Regions from separate parts of the Callithrix jacchus genome. Here region 1 is linked to region 2. Evidence: chromatin contacts called from public Hi-C data. All regions are on one chromosome and are shown on one strand. Each heading gives the region's core, a stretch centred on a gene start, on an enhancer-like site or on the middle of the called end of the contact. The rest is flanking DNA. Distances are from core to core; before and after follow the strand shown. Region 1 has its middle 43 kb from the start of DDX1. Region 2 overlaps CYRIA (CYFIP related Rac1 interactor A).

Region 1 (6,264 bases), core at 1,980-4,479, 990 kb after region 2:
ATGCCCTACTCTCTCCAGCAAGAGACACTGAGGGAAATTTTATTATGTATTTGTTATTTATTGTTTAAGCAGCTAAATAAAATATCGGAAGATAAGTGCTCTAATAAAAGAAGGAAGAAGAGGTTTTGAACCAAAGAGGAAAGTGACCTACTTCGTGGGAGCAAGAGGGGGGTCAAGATGGCTTTCCTGAGGCCAGGCACAGTGGCTCAAGCCTGTAATCCCAGCACTTTGGGAGGCCAAGGTGGGCGGATCATGAGGTCAAGAGATCAAGACCATCCTAGCCAACATGGTGAAACCCCGTCTCTACTAAAAATACAAAAATTAGATGGACGTGGTGGCATGTGCCTGTAGTCCCAGCTACTCGGGAGGCTGAGGCAGGAGAATTGCTTGAACCTGGAGGCAGAGGTTGCAGTGAGCCGAGATCGTGCCACTGCACTCCAGCCTGGTGCCTGGCGACAGAGTGAGACTGTCTCAAAAAAATAAAAAGATGGCTTTCCCAAAAAATGTTAACTGAGAAGAAACCGCCAACAGTGGCTTGAGTTCCATAACCCTCTCTGCCCCTGCCAAGCTCCTCAGGTGGGAGGGGGCCCCGGGGAGGAAAAACAGGAAAACAAGAGGATGTTACACAAAGTGAGTCATCCAGCCTCAAATAACCAAGAGCTGCAAAGGCAGAAAGTTCTTGACTTGGACGTTTGCCAACTCCAATGCTGCAAAAATAACTGTGATGAATTCACATATTTCTGTACAAGTGTCGGTCCACCATAACACTGAATACTCAGCCACAGCAAACTGGAGTGCTGGGCCCATATGCTCAGGCTTTGGTCAGGGTTTTCTTGAAGAAGCCCAAACCTGTATTTTCCCATTGAAAGTCATCCTGGTCTTTGATCTTGTCCTGGATAAGACCATGGAATATCAATTCCTGCTCAGGGTTAAAAGTCACTAGGTGCCTTTCCGTTTTGGGTCTCAGTATCCACAGAGGAATTTTCATTAGACCCTCCCCATTGTATGACGATCTAATCATAATATTTGTTGTACACCCACTGTGCACACTGTAGGGAGAGAAAAAGCAGTATAGCCCACCCAGAAACCCTTCACCAAAGCAGAATTTAACCCACGTGGAAACATAGAGGGAGGAAAAAGGTCATAGAGCAGTTTTCAAAAATTAAGAGCTGCAGGCTGGGCACAGTGGCTCACACCTGTAATCCCAACACTTTGAGAGGCCAAGGCAGGAGAATCCCTTGAGCCCCCCAGGTATTTTGAGACAAACCTAGGCAACATAGAGAGACCCCGTCTCCACAAAAAAATTTAAAAATTATTTTTTAATAATTTTAAAATTTAAAAATGTGGGTGTGGTGGTGTGCACCTGCAATCCTAGCTACTTGGGAGGCTGAAGTGGGAGGGTTATTGAGCCCAGGAAGTCCAGGCTGCAATGAGCCATGATCGCACCACTGCACTCCAGTCTGAGCAACAGAGTGAGCTGCCGAAAGAAGGAAGGAAAGAAAGGAAAGAAAGAAAGAAAGAAAGAAAGAAAGAAAGAAAGAAAGAAAGGAAGGAAGGAAGGAAGGAAGGAAGGAAGGAAGGAAGGAAGGAAGGAAGGAAGGAAGGAAGGAAGGAAGGAAGGAAGGAAGGAAAGAAAGAAAGAGAAAGAAAGAAAGAAAGAGAAAGAAAAAAAATTAAGAGCTGCATTATAAAGTACAAGGGCGAGACAGAGGGTGATGTACTAGGAGGTTTTCCTGGAGAGAGAGCAACAGAGCAAAACACACAGGCTCTGGGGCCTAAAAAATCTCAACCTGGGGCCAGGCACGGTGGCTCACACCTATAATCCTAGCACTTTGGCAGGCCGAGGAGGGCGGGTGGATAGCCTGAGGTCAGGAGTTCAAGACCAGCCTGGCTAACATAGTGAAAACCTGTCTTTACTAAAAATACAAAAAATTAGCTGGGCTTGGTGGTAGGCTCCTGAAATCCCAGCTGCTTGGGAGGCTGAGGCAGGAGAATTGCTTGAACCCAGGAGACGGAGGGTGCAGTGAGTTGATATTGCGCCATTGTACACCAGCCTAGGCAACGAGAGCAAAACCCTTGTCTCAAAAACGAAAACAAAAACAAAACCTCAACCTGGGGTTCTTAGACTTAACTACTCCGGACATTGGATTCCTTGTCTGCAAAAAATGGTAACATTGGCTCTTACATGAGACAGAATGTAAAATGGCTGGCTCATGGCCGGTATTCAAAACCATTATTTCTCATGCTCCCACAAAGGAGGTGGCAGTGACTTGGGTCCCTAAGGATGATGGCATTTCGACAGAAAAGAGAAGGTGGGAAGGTCTTGAAGCAGCAGGACTGAGCAGGGAGTAGTGGAGAAGTGCCTGGATTCAAATTCCAGCTCCACTGCTTCCTAGTCACGTGATCTTCAGCAAACCACTAATTTCTTGGTGTGTCCGTTTCCTCATCTATGAAAATGGGAACACCAATAAAACTTGCCTTCTAGGGTGGTGTGAGGATTGAGTTAAGATGGGTAAACACTTAGAATAGTACCTGATAAGTGAAGGGTCAGAAATGTTATCCATCGTTATTATGTATGAAGGGGAGAAAGGAGCCCAGATTTGATATGAATTGAGGAATATAGGAATAGGAATAGGAAGGCTGGGACTAGACTTTAGAGGCCTTAAGTGCCCAAATAAGTTTGGGTCTAAAAGCAATCAAGGCCCATCACAGGCTCTTGAATGAGGGTTGACGTGGATTAATAACAAGTCTTAAATGGTAGAGGCCAATGAGCTCCTGTCATAGGTATAAATTATGCCAAAAGAGCCTGCACTTGAACAGTGACTCAAATCTTCTCCTGCTTCCATCCAAGAAGCTATTCTTTGGAAAAAAGCAGAAGGCAAAGGACAGATCACGTCTGGCTGTTTTTCCAGTTAGGATCTCTTAATCCCAAATCCCAAATCTCCCTGTTTGGCTAGCACGGAGATTATGGAAGACTATCGCTTGGGGTGTCCAGTCATCACTTATGTTTTTCAAATAAGGAGCCATGAGCTACTATTTGAAGTGATGAAATTCATTATTTGGGCTGTCTAAGCCCACACATCCTGCCCTCACCCCCACCCAAACCCCCCACCAGGCAGGCAAAGTCACTTGAAGACCATTCCACAAATCTCCAACATGCTCTCAAAGGGCAATGCTGTACATCCTAGGATCCACTGTGCAAGTGGCAGAAAGACTAGCAGGCAGCAGTGACTTGTTGACATGATACTCCACCTGATTTCATTCAAATCTGGGCTTTCAGAGACAGGCAGAATCAAAGGAAATGACTGAGAAAAATCATTCCGAGTTATGGAGATGTTAAATAGCATAGCAGCAATCACAAAGGCAATTTTGACATGTGTGGAATTCTTTGTGCAGAGAAGTCCCCAGTGCTGGGCGCAGGAGCGAGCTGGGGTGGTGGCAGTGCAGGCGCTTATAACAGAATGCACTGGAGGACAAACTGCACGGGGCAACTCACAGGAAGACAAAACCCTAACGCTCATTCCTTGGCCTTTGGGATCCAGAAAAAAACACCACAGCCTCTGTCAAATGTAATGGGAAATAATTCCTTTGAATCTGTGATTTGCTCAGCTGAAAAAAAAAAAAAAAAAGGAAGTCGGGTAATCCTTAAGTGACCCCAAGTGGTAAAAATACACCAGCACAGTGTTATTTGTGAGTATTCCTGTGACGCTGGCGCCACCTGGTGCACTCAACCGGGAAAGAATGACTCACAAGCCCATGAAGGCTGGTGCAGCGGCCCATACATTTGTTATTTCATAAGTATTCTCTTGGTGCTAGCTTGTGAGCCAAACAGTGGGAAAACGAATACCAATTTATGGACAGAAGCATGTGATAGAGTTTATTACAACCAATAGAGTTAACACCAATATTTTAAGTGAACAGAATTTCATGATAAGGGCGTAAGCCAATGTCTCCAAATTGGTAGCCTTTAAGGGCCAAACAAAATACCTCAAGCTTTCAGCCAGTGTGTCTGCAAGTTAGCCAATTCTCTCCCAAATACATCTAAGGATTCTTGAGAGTGCTTACAAAGCCCGATTGCCACTAAGCCTGATTGTCACTCTTCTGAGCTTTAGACTACTACTCCAGAGAGGCTTCTTGTCGCCTCTTACCATTAGGGACCAATTTCCCACAGAACAGGATCCTAACCAGTTGCCACACCCTGTTCCCAACATGACTTTGTTTAAATGCAGAGAGAGCTTTCCCTTTCACACCCAAGTCATACTGACAGACCTACTTGCCGACCTCGGTAGTTACCATCTGAAGGTATTCAGAGAATCACAATGTAGAAAAGGAGAATCGAAACTCATTACCAGACATCATTGCTCCAACATTCAACTGCACCCGTCCCCACTGGCCTCTCTCTTGACTCGAACCCCCCTGTTCTGAGTAGGATTTTCTATCTCAGAGTATCTTCCCTGAGACTCTAATCCACCACAAAAAACTGGAAGCCCTTCACACCCAGTTATTGCCCTGCAGAGACACATCCTCTGGCTGCCTCTTCAAAGTTCTACTTTGGCAGCAGCAAATATTTATCCTTAGATTGGGATTCAATTTAAGGAAACACAGAACTAGCAACCAACCAGAGTCTTTTCTGGTGAAAAGAATGAGTTACTCAGCTGGAGAACAAGACGTGAGGTAAAATACTGGGTTAAACCAGTGATTTTTAGAGTATAAACTGGTCCTATCTAAGGCAAAGGCAATGTTTTAAATAAAAACAAAGTGGCAATGTCTAAAATAAAAAAAGAGAAAAGACCAAATGGGGTTTGAAAAATTGAAGCATCTTTAAAAAGACTTGCCTCAATCCCCAAAGCAACTATTTTGAAGGCAATTAAACTCACATGGCTACAGGTGAGTAGCCTGGTGAATAATCTTATCAGTTTCTTGAAAAATGACATATGTTACAATTTTTATCAAAGTGTTTCTCTACAATAATCTCTACTGCATAATATTTTAGCAAGGGCTCCAGCTCGAGTCTAACTATACGTAACCTTAAGACACATTAGCTTGGGCGGGTGCAGAGGACACAAGATTTGCAACAGGACCAAGAAACATCTAGAGTCAGGCTCAGTTTAAGTCAGCTGCTCCCAAGCCAGGCAGCACATTAACATCACCAAGGGCACCCAGGCCCCACTCCAGAACAATTAAATAACAATTTCTGGAGGTGAAGCGCAGATACTGCTATTTCCTTTTAAAGTACCTTAGGTGGCCTTAATGTGCAGCTGGGGTTGAGAACCACTAAAGCTAAGGAAACAGAACTCTAGGTGGACATCTTGGTCCAAAGGCAGTGGACCAGAAGGAGACATGATTCTAACTCAGCAAGCATCTGTCTTTCAGATGTCATTTTGGATCTTATCCAAGTCTTCAAGTAAAAGATCACAGTGAGAATAAAAGCTCTAAGCGTCATTTCTCTGTAACTATGTGTCCTGAATTGTGGTTCAAGGTCCATCTGCATGAACGCAATTATTTGAGGAATTTGTTAAAATGCAGATTTCTGGTTCTCACCTTATACCTAATAATCTCTGCAAGTGAGTTAGCTCTAGAAGTCAGTAACTATTGTTGGGATCAAATCCAGGCTCACCTGATGACTTATCTTTCAAATTCCCCTCAGTACCTTTGATCAGAAAGAGTGGACTTTATCAGGAAAAAATTAGACATTTCAATGAATTTAAATGAAAGGTAATGATTTAAAGCAGTAGAATGGAAAACAACTGCAAAAATTCCCCCTCCACTCCTCCCTCCAAAGGAATCCTCTATCAATTACTTTGGAGGAGCAAAATAGTATCCCTCCCTTTCCTTCCTGTTCCACTACATTTTTTCCCTTCTGACACATATTCCTTTTTCCTCCCAAATAAAGCCACTTAGAAAAAAGTCCTGGTAGTACTTTAGAAACTGTCAACATCTATAGGGAAATGATAACAATTACTGCAAGAGAACCTACCCAGGATCTCATTTTATATTTACCTATATCTTTCTGGTATTTTACATATCTCATTCAAAGTGAAATAAAGCGCAGAGTACCCTTTTAAGTCAGAACAAGGAGAAAAATGTGATTAAATAGCTTTGCCCATTTGGAATTGGCCAGGAGCCAAGTTTTTTTTTCTTTTTAAATCTGGGCAGTTCAGTCATTGCCATATGCACTTCTACCTTGAAAGACAAAAATTAGGGAATTTAATTTCCTACACTGCAACCTTATTTAAAACAAGTCTAGGTCCTTTTTATCTGATG
Region 2 (6,786 bases), core at 3,423-5,922:
CTCTGCCACCTCTTTCCTTCCTCCCCAGCTATGCTGGGCTGTTCACTGCCCTCAGAGAAGCTGAACGTTACAAATTCAACCATCAACACTTCTCCTCTGAGCAGGGCTCTGGGCTAGTTACAATAGTTTGTAAAGATGAATGAAACATGGTGTCTCTTATTAAAAAACTTTCCACCCAATGGTGGAGATAAAACACAAACACAAACATAATAGCTTATTTGGTTTTCAAAGTGACCAAAGAAGCTTGCTGGTATGTATCTCCATGTGATCTGCATTTAACAGGTGTTGTGTCCGAGGATCTGACAGCTGTGACTGACTGAGGGTCACACAGCCAAGCCAAGGCCAAATTAGGGGTACACCCAGGTCAAGACTAAGTCATGGCATCCTCCTGGCTTTCATCACCTGGGGGTGGTGAGGCTCAGACTCCACAGTCTGGACTGTTGGGTTTTGTCTTGTTGCTGTCTTCCAGATGGAGACAAGGCAGACTGTCAGCTTCTGACATCTCAAACCTGCTTAAGATGTGCCCCTTACCCCTCCCTAATGGTGATGCTCCTCTAGTTGGAGCCCTGGATGGGAGGAGGGAAGGTAAAATTGCCCCTTTGTCTGGCATCCAATTGTGCTTTTGCCCTGGGTTGTCAGAGAAGAGGAAGCTGGCCTCCTTGAGTTTCTAATGTGTCTCCCACTTCCTCACTCAAAGGAGACCTGGTGTAACTGACATTCTGAAATGCAGTCTCAAGGAGAAGGAACTCACCCCAGCGGTTGTGTTTAGGCAGTGCAGTGTGAACTTTTCGAAAAGCTTGGTGGAGCTTCCTGAATGCTGCAGCCAGTTTGACAGGTGTTCTCCGGCCCCGCTCATGAGTGCACTCACCTTAATGGTTGTTCAGGTGTTGCGAAGACCGCTGACAGAGGGTAAACCACAACCTTGGAAGACGGAACTAATGTGAGCCCCGGGGTAGAGATCTGGGCCCTTGTTCTGGTTCTGCTATCATTTGCCCACTTGCAACTGCCCTCCCCACTCCATGACTCAGATACACCACCCCTGAGGGTGGCCTGGGTCCTCTCCTTTGCAGTAGAGTACAATGGTCAGGGCCCAGGCTGGGGTCTCTCAGATGCGGGTCCAAATGCATGCTTCGTTATCTACTTGTCGTTAACCCAGGGCTTTTCACCCAGCCACTCTGACTGTCCAGCTCCTTATCTGTAAGATGTGGATGATAGCACTGCTGTTTCCAGCAAGAGTGGGCGAGGGCTGGGTGGAACACTCAGGCGATGTCTAGCCCATGCCTGGCACATAGTCGGTGCTCGACGGAGGGTTGGTATCTTCTGCCCCGTCACCACCATCACCGGCGTGTTGACCTCTGACTGTCTAGGACTGCCTGAACCATGGCCACTCCTAGTTACTCCCTGTCTGGTCTCTGGGCTGCTTCCATGCTTGGGTTCCCACCATGGGAAGGCTGCGTACTGGGTGGCATCAGACAAATCCTTTCCTTATCTAGGTCTTCAGTATCCCCCAGAATAACATTATTATTGCTGTTAGGAATGATAGTAATAACAATCATAATCACAGCTGTTGTGTGTTGAATTGTGGCCCACAAGAAGCTAAGTGCATTCCCCAACTCCCACAACCTGCACACATGATGTAATTTGGAAAAGGATCTATTTACCAAAAAATCATCACTTGTAGAAGCCCCTACACAAAACAGGTGAAGTCTCTCTGTTCCTGTTATCGCAGGACGAGGGCCCAGAAGCCCTGCCAGTCAGTGCCTCCCCAAGAGCCCTGCCAAGAGTTTCTAGGGCCACTAAGAGCTGGCAGTCTTCTCTGGGGCCTCCAAGAATCCCTGGCCTTGAGGCCCCGTGATGCTCCACAATTAAACATATGCCAGAAATGTTCTCTTCAGAGAATGGACAAATGCTCTCTGCTTTCTCATTAGCACTTCACTTTACCTGTATTGATGTGAGAGGTTGTCAAGACTGATTTCCTGGTTTCAAAAGAACAGCAGATTCTTCCTTCATCTTGGGCAGAGATTCCTAAGAGGGCAGATTCTTAGAAAAGAGTAAAACAAAAACGAGCTTGAAATGCCACCTCCTTCCCCGCTAGGCCCAGTAGCTGGGGAAAGGGGGTATCTCTTACTAAGCTAGAGCTGCTCACCCCCAGGCTTGATCAGTGCCTGCTGGCAGCGGAAAAAGGCCAGGTCTTGTCTCAGAGATGCACCTGTACCCCGGGGACCCCAGGTCTGTGTCCTCCCAGTAGACTGCGGTTTCTCCAGCAGGTCCAGCAGTGGTGACAGCCACGCTCCCATGCTGGCTTCCCGTCTGCTTGTCTCAGGCTGTCCTTGATGACAGAGCCACAGAGTCCTTGCTCTTGAGGGACTAGCTGCTTATCAGAACAGCTGGGCATTCAGGTTCTGGGCTCCACAGGACAAGGAACCCACCCGTCTTTTAAAATACACTGTTTCAGCTAGTGACATCCTTCCTTCTCAAACCATAGCATGACTGCTTTATAACTGAGTGGCATCAGCCTGTTTATCTCTAAGGCCAAGAAGCTCCACGAATTCAGAAGACAGGCACGTAAACACAGGGAGAATGAGTTATTACAAAGGAGTATTTGTGTGGATTGGGAAGCAAGGCATTGTCCAGGAGGGTTCTCTACCAATACAACTGGATGTGAAAGTAACCAGCCAGTGGGAGTGTGGATTGTATTCAGGTGACCACATGTTCTTACATGCCTAGGACAGCCCTGGCGTCTGCCTGTTGTCCCAGCGTTATTATTAAAAGGGCCCCCTTTCACTCTCAGAGGAATCCGGGTTTGGATGAAAAACCACTAAGTGACCCCAGTTGTATGTCTGTGTATATAAAAGTGGTTAGCAGCACTTAGTGTGAATGTGTAGCGTAGAGAGTATGTGGATGTAAACGCCAGTGCCCATGAGCTCTGCCAGCTCGGAAGCTGGCTGTGGGTTAGTGCCTCTGCACCATCATGGGTAAATCACTTAACCATTTCATGGCACACACAGCTCTGAGGCAAGATCAGGTGCCTTGAAGTTTGATAAATGGTGGTTCAGATCCTTTCTCATAGCCTGCTAGCTTTGACCTTTACAAAATTACTTAGCTTTTCTCAACTGTAAATTAAGAGGAATCATATGGACCTCTCAGAGTTGGTACCATTTTTTTTTTTTTTTTGAGACTGAGTTTCACTCTTGTTACCCAGGCTGGAGTGCAACGGCGCGATCTCGGCTCACCGCAACCTCCACCTCCTGGGTTCAGGCAATTATCCTGCCTCAGCCTCCCGAGTAGCTGGGATTACAGGCACATGCCACCATGCCCAGCTAATTTTTTGTATCTTTAGTAGAGACGGGGTTTCACCATTTTGACCAGGATGGTCTCGATCTCATGACCTCGTGATCCACCCAACTCGGCCTCCCAAAGTGCTGGGATTACAGGCTTGAGCCACCGCGCCCGGCCGAGTTGGTATCATTTTTACACAATATATGTACAGCATCTAGCGTATTTCCTGACAGATCGTAACCTGCCAGCAAATGGTGCCTGTGTTGTTGTTGTTTTTATTCCAGGACAGCGACTGCCTTTGGCTTTAGTCTTTTCAATGGGGAAATGGTAAGAAATGATCTCATCCTTCCCGGCTTTCCAGGCTTCATGAGGCTGTAACCCGGTGGCATCCCTGAAGCCTGGTATCCCGGGGGTGTGTGCCCTGCTGTGCTGGGGATGCAGAAAGGAACTGCCTGCCCGCCTGCCCAGCTGCTCCATCCCTCTGGGACATGGGAATTGGATTCCCAGAGCATCATCCTCTCCACCCATCCTGGTGGCTCTCCCATCTCAGGCCCTCCCTTCATCCCCTCCCTGGCCCAGCTACTCCCTCCTCCCACAGTGGTGCTGTATAAACACCGAGACCAGAATGTCATTCACTGGTGTTGGCTGACATTGGTTGGCTGCTACCCAGAAGGGACTGGGGACCAAATTTCTAATCCTGCCTGCATAGCATCTCTCAGTATTTCCTGACTGGAGAGTCTCTATGTTCCTTCTCTACTTTTCAAGGAAGGTGTCATCTGTTCCTAGCATATTTGCTTTATTCTCTATCTTTCCACTATTTGGCTTTGCAGAATTTGAGCCAGCCTGCCTAAGTTCACACCTTGACGCTCCCACTCTAAAGCTAAATCCCATGGACAACTGACTTAATCACTCGGTGCCTCAGTTACCTCATCTGTAAAAGTGGACAATAATAATGCTACCTAGTTCGGTTGCCATGAGGTTTCAGGGAGTCACTAGGTGTAAGGTGCTAAACAAAGCACAACACACAGTAGGCACTTGATCAGTATTAGCTGTTTTTATTATCTAAACACCTGTCCCTTCTGGTTTCTCAATGCTCGTCTGTGCTGCTGGCATTGAGGAACTTAGTCTAAGCTCTGCTGCTGGTGAACCGTGGAAACAAGCATGCCCCACCCTGGGCTTTGGGTCCCTTGACTGCCTGCCCCAGAGGGTGGGGACGTGGTCTTTGTGGCCCTTTTGGCCTCTCATAGTGGATATTGCCTTCCCTTCCATTGCCCTGCCTTGTTTTTCAATTTCCAAACCCATTCAGAAGGGGAAGGCAGCAGCCGTTTGAAGCTGTTCCTCAGCCCTCCCCTGAATAGGACTGGGAGGGACAGGACACAGGGAAAGGTCCCTGGACTGGAAGACAAGAGGTGCCTATTTTTGGCCGTAGTTCTGTTTTGAGACTCTGGATGAAGCCCTTCCTGTCTCTGATTTCTCCATTTATAAACTGGGGTGATTACCCCTCAGCTTTGTACCTCTCTCAAAATGAGCGAAGATGTAAAGATACGGAAAAGCATTTTACTGGCTGCCGGGTGCTACAGAAGGGCAAGCTCCTGATAGTGTTGGTGGTGTGAGTCTCACCAGGCCAGGCACAGGGCAGAGTACTGTGGAAACAGCGTGGGCCACCCGTGGCCGCTTGGATGGGAGCAAATGCGTACTCGTGTTGCTGATGATCTGTGAGGCTTTGCTGCCTGTGGAGACGTGAGATGAGAGTTTTCAGTTTCTTTCCCTCCCCTTGCTCTCTGTTCTCCCTAAGAGACATTTGGCCCCGGGGTGACTCACACAGTAAACCATCAGCAATTGCTTCAGAAGGCTTGGACTCCTCTCAAACGTATACTGACTTTTTGTTGTTCTATGTTTACTTTAGGGGAAGTGGGGCAGATCCCTGGAAGGCCATTAGCTGTGGGACCCGGAGTAAGCCTCTGCCCTTGGAGAGCTGTTGTGTTGCATCTGTTAGGTGGGAGAAGGTGGGGTGAGAGTGAGAGCAGAGTTGGGGTCCATGTTAACTGAATGCTTGTCTGTGGATCGGAGCCAGGTCGGTGACACTAAAACCCTCTCAGAAGAGTGTTAACAAATTTCCTGGCCATTGCTAAGAAGCTGACAGAAAATACAGACCCAATCCTGTACTGCTTAGCGGGTACAGGAGACCCGCTGGAGTAGGGGCGCCAGTATCTAACGGCTTCCCCAGGAGGGGGTTCTGCATTCTGTGCCCACTGGTGCCCATCAGGGGTCTACGAATAGCATTAGCATTAGTAGAAGTGGTATTCGGTTAGTATTAGGGTCATCTCTGTGTGTGGTTGTTCATACCAGGTGACTGTCATTCTTAACGATGTGCATTTGGAGTTGAGGAATTTCTGTAAGCCTCAGTAAATAAGTAGAGTGAAGACAATGGATAGAAAACAGGCAGGAGGTGTGGTAGAATCATCATCAGGAGGAAACCCCGTGTTCTGCCTGACTGACCCTCTTGGTTTTGTGGAGGAAGATAGCAGCATCCGTGCTGAACCCAGCTGAGTGAATCTGTCCCAGTCATGCACACTGAAAATGGGTTGAATTTTGAGGACATTTGAGAGAACAAAAAGCAGTGAGGATGGGATACCTCTCCTGGATATCTGATCACTTTGAGAGCTTTTCTCCTGTTTCCAGATCCTTTTCTGATGCACCTGGCCTCTCAGCCGGTCAGGAGGTGAGGAACAGGGCCTTACCCCAGAATCCATCTCTGGAAATTCACCACCTTCAGTGTCTACACCCGAGTGTGTGGAAAACAGCCCTGTGCCAGGCTGTGCTCGGTGGTGGGAGATGGGATTTGTGGACTGCAGCCCTGAGTCTGCAGGAAGTAAACTTCTTTGCCCTGCCCCATTACCATCACAATCCAGTTTGCCAAAATGCAGGTCCCAGCTCCACTAATGTCCACTCAGAATTCACTTTCTCATCAGGCCAAGGACATTTCAAAGTTGCTGTGTTTTCTCTATCATTTCCTTCCCTCCTCCCCCACTTCACTTCCTGTTTTTTCTTCCTCTTTCTCCACCCCCACCCTGTCTCTCCTGGCATGTCCCTTGTTGTCTGAGAACGGGAACAAAGCCCTGAGCCAGGGAGCGTTGATAATCGTGACTTCCTGAGGTGCCCTCTTGCTGCTGCCCCTGCTGCTGAGAGTCAGAGCCAGCCCAGCCTCTGAGGGCCTGGGAGCCCCAGCTGGGAGCCTGGCTGGAAGCCTTGGACTTTAGACACCCCCCAAGCCCCACTCCTATCCTCCACCCCCAGCAGAAAGAGAATCTAATAAGAATAATCTTTCATGCCCTTGCAACAATTTCAGTTTCCAAAGAACTGCCTCATGCATTTGAATGGAAACACTGGAAAAAAACAGACAACTCTAGTGTTTCGTCCTAGTAACGAACTATAGTTCAGTTTAGACAACAAAAGGTAGATTTAGGAGTCCCAAGCTTGTTTCTGTTTCTGCCTTGCATCTCTTTG

Evidence for each region. Hi-C and Micro-C count contacts between places; a contact is called where the count stands out from the background.
Region 1: a Hi-C map of skeletal muscle shows a contact between it and region 2, with 5 times the contacts expected there. The contact joins two enhancer-like sites. A contact is called at or near these places in 2 of 3 Hi-C or Micro-C datasets (both in skeletal muscle).

The regions. Positions count from the first base shown.
Region 1 is chr14:99,470,177-99,476,440 of calJac240_pri, forward strand. No RefSeq gene overlaps it. Among named protein-coding and RNA genes, the nearest start is that of DDX1, 43 kb to the right of the region's middle. Within about 2 kb of position 3,230, at least 3 of the 16 cell types and tissues checked have an H3K27ac peak or open chromatin away from gene starts, as enhancers often do. A contact at or near this core is called in skeletal muscle, where this site is marked.
Region 2 is chr14:98,476,774-98,483,559 of calJac240_pri, forward strand. The region is part of intron 1 of CYRIA (CYFIP related Rac1 interactor A); the gene reads left to right. Among named protein-coding and RNA genes, the nearest start is that of CYRIA, 41 kb to the left of the region's middle. Within about 2 kb of position 4,673, at least 5 of the 16 cell types and tissues checked have an H3K27ac peak or open chromatin away from gene starts, as enhancers often do. A contact at or near this core is called in skeletal muscle, where this site is marked.